Regions from separate parts of the Mus musculus genome. Here region 2 is linked to region 1. Evidence: chromatin contacts called from public promoter capture Hi-C data. All regions are on one chromosome and are shown on one strand. The core of a region is the stretch at or near the end of the contact, and the rest is flanking DNA. Distances in the headings are between cores, read along the strand shown.

Region 1 (5,374 bases), core at 977-3,476:
GGCCACTCTCCCCAACAGGCCTCCCTAAACCCCAGTAATCACAAGTTGGATGAGGACCTGTGCCAGACGCTCACACAGCGTTACGTGAGCATCATGAACAAGCTGCAGAGCTTAGGCTACAACGGGCGGGTGCACCCGGCACTGACAGAACAGCTGGTCAATGAGTACGGCATCCTGCGCGAGCGGCCTGAGCTGGCGGCATCTGAAGGTGGCTGCTACACGGTGGACTTCTTGCAGCGTGTGCTATTGGAAACCGTGCACCCCAGCAAGCTCACGGACGCCCTCCTGCTGCTCTCCTGCCTCCATCAGCTGTCCCACGATGACGGCAAACCTATGTTCATCTGGTAACACCCGGTGCCCGGCTGGCCCAGGCTCACTTCACCCTGTAGGCCATTGTGCATGGCCATTAAAGTTTCCCACAGACTCTGGTCACTGGGCCCAAGCCACACCTTCCTGCTCCAGTGGGGTGGGGTGGGGGGGCCACATTCACATTACAGCCTCCCTGGAGAGACAGAGCTCTCAGACACTGTCTTTCTAATGGGATTAAATGGAAGGTCCCAAATTCCCTTTTTACTTGGTAATGAAAACAGAAGTTCTGGGAGCGGAGGAAAAAAAAGAGGGAGTAGGATCAGGAACAGGGAAGGGATGATGCAGAAAGAAAGGATACTTCCCTGTTCTTAGCAAAGGGGTAGGGAGCCTCAGGGCCTTGGGGCAGGACAGTAGAGGTAAGAGAGCCAGATGCCACCTCATCCAAACCTGGGCAAGGGAGCCTGGGAGATGGCAGCCCCTTGTGAAGATGCCCAAGGTCTGAGAAAAGGATGGGTTCTGTCTAAGCATGGGGGACCAGAGCTGACCAGAGAATGAAAAACATGGGTTGGGGGGGATAGGGCGAGGGATTGTGGGAGGGGGGACCAGGAGCAGGGGGCATCTATGGGGATGTAAAATGAATAAATAAATGAAAAAAAAGGAACATGGGTTGGAAAAATTGGGGCCCTTGTGGGAGGGGGGTATTGAAATCAATGGGTAGGCTGAGATTGGAAACATCGTGGTGTTTCTAGAAGAGTGGAGACCAAAATGGGGTTGGTTCATGAGAAGGGCAGTGTGGAAAAGCCTGGAGTAGTTTCTGGCTTGCCTGAAGTTGCAGGCGCTAGGGCAGTGACAAGGCAGAAAGGAATAAAAGAACTAGGGACTTAGAAAACCAGTTCTTGCCAGTCAAGGAACAGCAGAGCCTTGGGGGGGGGGGGGCGGATTCAAACAGGAATCTATCAGTACCAATACAACTTCCGGTTAGAAAGAGGCATGGTTCTCCAGCTGGGATACCTCGCCCCACCCCCACCCCCACCCCCACCTGCCCTGCAGAGTTCAATGCCTTCTGCCCAGACTGCCCAGCTCATCAACAGTTGCCTTCATCCAAAGTCTCCAGGACTATCCTGGCAAGCCGGCTGAAGATCGCCAGCCAAGACAAACCTGATGGGTTACTTAAGAGACACTGATGGTCGATGTCAGGGTGTTTGCTGGCTCACAGCTGGAGTTAAGGAGTCAGACTTCCAAGGGGAGCCAAGAAAAGTCTGTGAAAGCCCAAGGGATCATTGTCAAGAAACTAAAGTCAAGAGGGGCGGTGCTGGTACATGTCTTTAATCCCAGCAATCCGGAGGCAGAGGCAGGCAGATCTCTGTGAGTTCGAGGCCAGCCTGGTCTACAGAGCAAGTTCCAGGACAGCCAGAGTCACAGAGAAACCCTGCCCCGAGAAACAAAACAAAACAAACAAAAATAAAACACAGAATTAAAAGAACTTAAGTCTGTTACAGGGCTCATAGAATGGAGGATTTCCTTTTACCTGTCTGGGCAAGCTGCCTCAGGTGTAGAACTAACGGTCCCTCCCCGGGTTTGAAGTCTCAGCCTCTGCAAGCCATCGGTGCTGAGTCTCTGCACTAAGCCAGGCACCGGATTGAGAGGCTGTGGTGAACCTACCTGGCTGTGAGTAGTCAGGCTGTAAAGTGTATTGGAGGGGTGGGGGAGGGGAGAGTAGGCAGGGCCCTAAGTTTTTCTCCGAAGCACTAAGTGGACCCCCGCAAGTACAAGGAGGAAATAGGGCAGGGCTGTAAAGCTCGGATTTCTTTTACGGGTTTTTTTTTTTTTTTAAATTGTTGTTCGTTTCCAACCGCCACAGAAGTTCTGAGTGGGTGGGGCCAGTGGCCAGCACTCAGGCTCGCGGGACGTCCGGGCATTACTAGCGGCGCGCACAGGTTGTGCCACCTGGTCTTGACCTCCGCCGCCGCTGGAAACCAATGAGTCTCCCTGACATTTCGCGGCGAAGGAGCCCAGTGCCCCAAGAGGACTGGCCCCTGACACCCAACGCCCTGAGGCCTTCACCTTTCCCGAACCCAGTGCTGCAAGCCCTCTACAGTTTATCCCGCGTGCTGCTTTTCCCGACTTACTGGTCCCTGGACCAGTTGCTGGGCTGCTGGGCACCAAGCGTCCGATCCAAAAGCTTGGGGTGGTTCAAAGTCCTGGCAGGAAGTGGGGTGTTGCTACCACTGGTGGTGGTCGGCCTACCCTTAGCGTTGGTCGGCCTTGCGCTCTGGCTGCCCCTCCAGGTCTGGCGCCGCCCCTTCTGCTATCAGCCCCCTCCGGCATGCTGGGTGTGGCCACAGCCCTGGCATCCGCCTGCTGAGCGCCGGCGCTGCTTTGTCTTTCTCACTGCTAATCTGTGCCTATTGCCCCACGGGCTGGCTCATTTTAACAACCTGTCGCACAGCCTGCAGCGCGCCGAGGCTGTAGGGGCCGCACTGCTAGATAGCCTTCAATCGTCACAGTATAGGGTTTCCGAATGCAGTCAGCCGCCGCCTAGGGTGCCTGGTGGTGAGCTGAAGGCCACATTACCTATGGGCTTGGACTTCGTGTGTCTGCAGGAAGTGTTCGACCTCCGCGCAGCTCGTCGTCTTGTGCGTGTCTTGGTACCAAATCTGGGCCCGGTGATATATGATGTGGGCACATTTGGCTTAATGGCTGGGCCGTACATCAAGGTACTGGGCAGTGGGCTTCTACTGGCCTCGCGCTACCCGTTGCTGCGTGCCACCTTCCGTTGCTTTCCTAACGCTCGTCGCGAGGACGCCATGGCCTCCAAAGGTCTACTATCAGTCCAGGTACTAACCCAGGCTGCAGTGAGCCCTAGCGGGGAGAGCGTAAGCAATAGATTTAACCAGGAGAGCAAGAAGACCTGGAACTGTGGGTGGTGTTGCAGGCGCAGCTAGGCATCGTGGACGGGCACCCCATCGTGGGATACCTTCATTGTACACATTTGCATGCACCCGTTGGTGAGCCCTGCAGGAGGGTTTGAAATGTGGGTAGGTAGCCCCTCTTCTCTCCTTCGAAGGCAGTAGGTCCCTTAACCTTACCAACACGTCTGTCCCCACATCCCAATGTTCTCTGCCCCAGACATCCCAAGAAATGCCTTGGGTGGTTTACAGATCAGGACCCACAGGGTGAGGTCTTAGATCCCTACTCTGGGCTAAGCCAACTTCATCTCTCCTCTCAGAGGATGGACATATTCGCTGCAAACAGCTAACGCTGCTGCTGGAATGGGTGGAAGAGTTCGAGGCTGAGAACCGGCAGAGTGATGAGGCTGTAGCCTTCAGCGTCCTCCTGGGAGATCTAAACTTTGACAACTGCTCCCAAGGTAAGAAGCTGGGGTGAGGTGGAGCCAAGAGACCCAGCTCTGCCCACTGAGAAACGGCTTTTCTCCACAGATCATGCCAAGGAGCAGGGCCATAAACTCTTCAGCTGCTTTCAGGACCCCTGCCGGCTAGGCGTTTGCCAGGAACAGCCCTGGGCCTTAGGTACTGCTGCTGGGTAGGTGGGAGAACAAGTCTGTGGGATGTCTGTCAGCAAGGTGGCCTGCTGCTGAGTCTGCTCTTCCCTGGACTCCACAGGGACAATCTTGAATTCCTCCATGCTACGCCACTCCATTGCCTGCTCCCCAGAGATGCTTCGGAGGTGAGTGGACTCCTTGAGCCCCAGGCACTACTAGGCCAGCTGAGAGAAACGTCCCTAGCCTCAGGAATGCTGTCCCTCTCCTAGGGCCCTGAGACAGGAAAAGGGGCGCCGCCTGTACCTGTCAGGGCCCCTTCATGGGAGTTACCCAGCTCAGTCCTGGAAGGGCCGGCGTCTGGACTACATCACCTACCGCAGAGTACCCGGGAGTCGCCTGAGCCCAGTAAGTGCCTCACCTCAGGGCTGCTGGGCTTGCTTTAACTGAAAACACCTCTCAACTTGACACCTGCCCGGCAGGAGGCGGAGCAGGTGACATTCAGTACTGCCTTTGCTGGACTCACGGACCACTTGGCTATGGGCCTGAAGCTTCAAGTGGTATGCTCCTGACGCTGGTGCCCAGACAAGGGGATGAATGTCGAGAAAGACCACCATGGGGGGAGCGGAGCCCAATAACCCAATAACCATGCGACTCAAAGGATCTTTATTGTGGGGGCACTCATACTGCTTCCTGGGCGCGGCGGTACTCATACACACTGCCTCGCTCTGGGAAGGCTGGATATAGCGGGGGCGAGCCTGGTGGTGGTGCTGGGTCCTCCGGGTCTCCATAGCCCCCACCCCCAGGCGTGTGGAGGCAGAACGCGTCCTGAGAAGAAGAGCAAGTTTTAACACAGGTTGCGTCCCTGTCCCAGTTAAGACACAATCACTCAACCACCCTATTTCCGTTTGGGAGCCAAATTAAATTTTTGTATCCCTATTCACACAAGGCTCCCTCCCTCTCTTACCCCGGGATACACAGTCACGGATGTCTTGCCGCCCAGATTCACTGTGCGCCCATCTTTTCTGATCAGGAGGTTTAAGCCACGTGTACCAGGCTCTCCCCCTGTAGAAGGAGAAAGCAAGGAAGCTTGGGGGTCAAGAGAGGTAGGGGTAGGGAGATGGGATCAAAAGAGGCTGGCAAGGGCTGGGGAAGCCACCCACCGTGGAGGCCATAAGGCTGGAAGGCGCGGCGCTCCGTGAGGACAGACAGTAGCGCCTCTTCCCGAAAGACCAGCTCTCGGACTACGCCATCACCTCCCCGGAAGCGGCCTCGGCCTCCAGAGCCTGGCCTCAGCTCAAAGCGGCGCAGGATAACTGGATACCTGTGCAGGAGAAGGGCACAGCGCATCTGAGCACGGGCTCATCTCCCAGATCAACTGCCCAGCACTGAGTGCCCAGCTCACCGGCTCTCCAAAATCTCTGGGTCCGTAATGCGCGTGTTGGTCATGTGACTGTGTACACCACTGCGCCCATGCCAGCCAGGGCCTGCACCCGCACCACCAGCTACTGTCTCATAGTAGCCCATACGGGCATTGCCCAGGGTCACATTGTTCATGCAGCCCTG
Region 2 (5,374 bases), core at 1,320-3,819, 2.7 Mb after region 1:
TGGTCGTGAGCTACCACATGGGTGCTGGGAACCAAACCCAGGTCCTCAGCAAGAGCAGCAAGTGCTGCTAACTGTTCTCATCTTTCAAGCTCATAGGAGTTCTTCTAGATCTGTTTATAAAAGATTACCCTTTAACCCCAGCACTCAGGAGGCAGAGGCAGGTGGATTTCTGAGTTCGAGGCCAGCCTGGTCTACAGAGTGAGTTCCAGGACAGCCGAGGCTATACAGAGAAACCCTGTCTCAAAAACCAAAACCAAAACCAAAACCAAAAACAAAAAAAAAGAAAGAAAGAAGAAAGAAAAAAGAAAAGAAAAGAAAAGAAAGGAAAAGAAAAGAAAAGAAGAGAAAAGAAAAGAAGAGAAAGGATTACCACAACAACTGGGCCTGTTGACTCTTTACTTTCCTCCTAGGAGGAGACAGAGAATCACCATGGAACCCTCCTTGCCTGAGTAGCCACTCCTCCCAACAAACTTCTTCTCTAATAGCATGTGGCTTCAGTCTCGTAGGGGGACAGCCTAGAGGCTATAGGTGGAGGAAGGGCTGAGGAAGGGGGTTGGGCTCCATCCATGCAGCTCTGGGGAAGCCATAATCCCTGCTGGGTAGACACTTCACAGTGTAGCCTTTGTGAAGGAACACCGACATTTCTGTAAGTAACCCCTTCACTTAAGTTTCATAAAGAAGTCCAATAAAATCACTGGTTCCCCCAAGGTGGGATAGTACCTTGGCTTGTCATTGGAAGGATGGGTAGACACTGTTTCTACCTCCTTCTAAAGAGGAATACTTAGCAACACTCACAAGTGTGCCCTTCATATGTCACACTGATAAAACAATACAATTTAAAAGACATGATGCGGACAAGTCCAAGCTGGAGCAGGAGACAGGAGGAGGAATAGCGACAGTGGTGACTGGCCTGGCTGCCGCCACAGTACCCTCAACTGAGTCCACTCAACAGTTCACAGGGCTCTGGGACACAGTTCCCAGACAGACGCCCTCATGGATCCAGAGTGGAAGTTAGGGGACTTTGGGCATCTCACTAGAGTGTGACATCCTTCTGATAGGATGGTGATGAGGAGGGCTGTGTGGTTCCTGTCCCCCTAGATGGCATGGGAGGAACAAACATGGCCATGTGGCAGAGGCAAGAGCAACTTTCTTATATTTTCGGTTGTGAGCCTAGCCTTTAATGGCTGAGCCATCTCTCCAGCCCAAGAACAACTTTCTTAAGATCACGGACAACCTCTTGGAAACATGCCAGCTACCCTATGCCTGCCACTCTCTGCTCTGCCCTCTTTTCTCTTAGCTAAGCACCGGCGAACTCAGTCATGTCTTGCTTCTTTCTCTTGCCCTGGGTCTGTTTTCCTCCACCACACAAACACACAAAGCAGTGCACAGGTCTCTTGTTCTCCGATGAACCCTTGGCAAACATGACTGACAAAGGGCTCCATACATTTTTAACGAACCGCACTGTCAGGAGTGCCAGCCTCAGTTGGCTCTCGGTGGATTAGCCTGGTAGGGGCAGAGGGCTGGGTCCGTGTCAGTTCCAACCCAGTGGAAACACCCATTCCACTCCAGGCTCAGAAAGGCCAAGTAATTGGCTCAAGATCACCCAGCCAAGAAGTGCTAGACGCTGATGCAGAACCCAGGTCTCACTAGCCCCTTTCTTACTTAGAGCTAGCCAGACCAGGGAGGAAGCCCATTGTGCTTATCAGCCAGCTCCACTCGGGGTCAGGATGCCCTCACATTGGAAGCAACTACATTTTATTCCTGTTTACTTTTCTGGCCACATCACCAGATCCAAGTGAATGAGAGAATATGTGAATGGAGGGCACTCCACAGTGGCCTGCAGAGTCAGACATTCCGAGATTTTAGTTTGGTTTTTGCCCTTTATTAGCTGTGTGACCCTGGCAAGTCTATTAGCATCTCTGATCCTTGTTGCTATACGTAAAGGCTTGGCATAGGAGCTGGGGTTTAACCAATGTACAACAGAGCTTAACTTGAAAAGTTGGGGTGGGGCTGCTGGTTTTGTGGCTGAGCCCAGGTCAATGTTCAAATGGAGGTGAAGATATCCCTGGGCAGGGATGCTCTGTGCTACTGAGACCCTGACTACAGTAACTTAGAGCGGTATGAGTTTGGTACCGTGTTCCACTAGTGTTTACTAGCTGTCTGGTACTGTTCTGCCTGAACAATTTATTTGGTTGGTTGATTTCGGTTTTTGGTGGTTTTGCTTTTGTTTGACAGGGTCTCATGTAGACTAGGCAGGGTTCCAACTGTCTCTGGCCATAACCTTCTGATTGTCTTCCCCTCACTTCTAGATACCCACTAACCTCATCTCCCAATTTCTGGGGTTAGAGGTGTACATCACCAGCCCTCTGGGTTTGCTTGGAACTGTGGGAGATCCATCATCCTGCTTCAGTTTTTAAAGTGCTGTGTCCCCACGCCCGGGAAGCCACATTTTGTACTTTCCACACATGCATTAGTATCTTTTGAGGGACCTTAGCTAGAGAGAGCCAACAGGAAAAGAGACAAGCCCTTAAGTCCAGTCCTCAGGCCCCATGGGGACATGACTGGACCAAGATGCTGGTAGCGCGGGCGAAACGTGCTGTGCATCCCGCGCGGCAAGGCGCCTGGGCACCGCCCGCCTCTGCCCCGCCCCTAGTCCTCGGTGTGTCCAGTCGCACACTGACCATGCAAATGAAGCTCTTAGGGAGAGCCTATTGGAGTGAGGGAGGGGCGTGGTCTATCACGCAAGTCCTGGGCCGCGTTTTGATTCATTGTTAAAATAGAGGCTGTGACTCTGGCACCAGTTCCTCCGCCGCCCGGAGAGTGGAAACCCGAGTCCAGGTCAGAACCCCGCGGCTAGCGGAACTAAGCTGGCTGGAAAGGGGAGGCCAGAGGAGGTAAGCTGAGAGACCCCGAGGAGCTGGTCGGCCGGCTTTGGGAAGAGGGGACTCAGGGTCCATTCTCCGGGTGGGGCGTGCAAATGCACGAAGGCTTTTTGTAGTTAAATTCTTATCTAATGTGCATTTTAGGGAAGATTTCTGCCAGTTGGCTGGGGGGAGTCGTGAAGGAAACTGGAGTCATAAGGGGCACACGAAGAGCCCCCGTTTAGCTTCCCTGGAAAAGGAGCTACGTTCTCTATCCAAGAGGATGCTCTTCTCGGTGGCTGGACCAGAAAAGAACAGCCCAGGTTTGTGCAGCGCATCCACCCACCCATCCATCCATCTATACATCCATTATACAAAACGGGAACTAAGCAGAGCAGGTAAGTGGTCGCCCTAGGAGGAACTCAAGCTCCGTGGATCCTCCCGTGGGGCTTCCACTCTCCAAGGGACCGACCTAGAGCCCCAGGGGAGAACCCTAAATTCCTCAGCTCAGCTGAAATTGCCAACAAAGGCTTGACCCTCCCCCCACCCCCAGCTCTATCATCACCAAGTAGGTCAGGCATGAGGTGACCCAATGGTGCTATGAGGTACTTGAGCTCTAGGGCATGCTGGCTATCTCCTGCTAATACCCCTCCCTGCCTGTGGATGAGTGAGATGAATCTTCTCTCCCAGAGTCACTCTTAGGGTGTGGACATTGTAGCCTCCAGAACAGAGAAGACTGGACCGGTAGGCTAGGCTGGGTGTGTAGCTCAATGGTACAGCAATTTTCTAATGCCTGCCCCAACTTGGGTCTGATCTTTAGAACAGGGAAAACAAAACAAAATAAAACAAAAAAAAAAAAAAACGCAGTGGTTCTCTTTTGGCTAAACTCAGTCACAGAGGAGTTTTGTGACCTTAGGCGGTGTTCACTTTTGTGTAACACTTTGTCCTCAAGTATGGAAATACCTAGCCAGCCCTTTGCATCCCTCTGTGTTTGCCAAGGGACCCAGGTGACTTGGCAGTGTGATCCAGCCCCCACAGGGTCACCTCTGAGCTGTAGGAGACAGACCTGAGCCTTCAGCTGGACCAGTGCCACCTCTGTTGGGGAACCTCTCTGAGCTTTGATGGCCTCCTCTAAAGCTGGTGTTAACTTGAGCAGAATAAGAGAGGAGGTATAAGTTTATAAAGCTAGACACTTGGGGATGACCGGGGCGACTGCCTAACATGGTGTACCCTGGGATGGATCAACAAAACAAAATTGGGGGGCTGGGGGAGTTGTCTTCTTTATTTGGTGTGTGTGTGTGCACATGGAGGAAAGAGGTTGGTCACAGGCCACACTACTTTTGGAGATAGGGTCTCACTGAGCCTGGAGTGGGCTGATTCAGCTAGACTGGCTGGCCCAGTGAGCAACAGGGATTCCTCGGTGCTCATCCCCCATCTTGGAAAATTGTGCTTGTGTCCTGGGCTTTCAGATGCAAGTCCTCATGCTTGTTGGCAGCTCTTCCTTTTTAAGAGATGGAGACCCGGTGTGTGGCCTGTGCACTCTGACCCCAAACTTGCACCCTCACAAGATCCTCTGCCTCATGCTGGGAGCAGGGAGCCACCTATGGCTGGGAACTTGAGGAACTTGGTTTTTGGGGTTGTTGTTTTGTTTTGTTTTTTTGAGACAGAGTTTCTCTGTGTAACAGTCCTAGATGTCCTTCAACTGGATTTGTAGACCAGGCTGGCCTAAAGCTGGGTGGGTTCCACCACACCCAACTTTTTCAAACATACCTTTCTTTCTCTCTCTCTCTCTCTCATTCTTTCTTCCCTTGGTAAAAATTTGGATTTTATGAACAGCACAAGGAAAATTATACATTCAGGGTCCTTGGAACATTGTTCAACACTATACATTAAAAGTCATGTGTAGGGAGCTGGTGAGATGACTCAGCAGGTAAGAGCACTGACTGCTCTTCCGAAGGTCCTGAGTTCAAATCCCAGCAACTACATGTTCAAATCCCAGCTCACAACCACCCATAATGAGATCTGACGCTCTCTTCTGGTGCATCTGAAGACAGCTACAGTGTACTTATGTATAATAATAAATAAATCTTTGAGCCGGAGCGGGCAGAGACTGAGCGAGAGGGCTGACCAGAGCAAGCAGAGGTCCTAAATATAGTTCTCAACAACCACATAATAAATAAATAAATAAATAAATAAATCTTTAGCCGGGCAGTGGTGGCACACGTCTTTAATCCCAACACTTAGGAGGCAGAAGCAGGCGGATTTCTGAGTTCGAGGCCAGCCTGGTCTACAGAGTGAGTTCCAGGAGAGCCAGGACTATACAGAGAAACCCTGTCTTGAAAAACCAAAATCAATCAACCACATCTAGGGCACTGACTGCTCTTTTTTTTTAAAGATTTATTTATTTATTTATTTATTTATTTATTGTATACAACTACACTGTTGCTGTCTTCAGACACACCAGAAGAGGGTGTCAGATCCCATTACAGATGGCTGTGAGCCACCATGTGGTT

What was found. Promoter capture Hi-C pulls out the DNA fragments that hold promoters and counts their contacts.
Region 2: a promoter capture Hi-C map of embryonic stem cells shows a contact between it and region 1, with 2.4 times the contacts expected there. The contact joins the promoter of Triobp here to the promoter of Smpd5 in region 1. A contact is called at or near these places in 2 of 39 promoter capture datasets (embryonic stem cells and liver).

What each region holds. Positions count from the first base shown.
Region 1 is chr15:76,292,146-76,297,519 of GRCm38.p6, forward strand. It overlaps Smpd5 (sphingomyelin phosphodiesterase 5), which reads left to right and starts at 2,227. Exons shown (of 7, transcript NM_001195537.2): 1 at 2,227-3,146; 2 at 3,245-3,317; 3 at 3,539-3,679; 4 at 3,750-3,839; 5 at 3,933-3,996; 6 at 4,081-4,216; 7 at 4,291-4,751. The coding sequence starts at 2,289. The coding sequence ends at 4,380. It overlaps Spatc1 (spermatogenesis and centriole associated 1), which reads left to right. Exons shown (of 5, transcript NM_028852.1): 5 at 19-427. The coding sequence ends at 348. Oplah (5-oxoprolinase (ATP-hydrolysing)) reads right to left here. Exons shown (of 27, transcript NM_153122.3): 24 at 5,214-5,371; 25 at 4,972-5,132; 26 at 4,776-4,873; 27 at 4,458-4,636. The coding sequence ends at 4,490.
Region 2 is chr15:78,945,155-78,950,528 of GRCm38.p6, forward strand. Triobp (TRIO and F-actin binding protein) reads left to right here and starts at 2,570. Exons shown (of 25, transcript NM_001039156.1): 1 at 2,570-2,894; 2 at 3,027-3,184.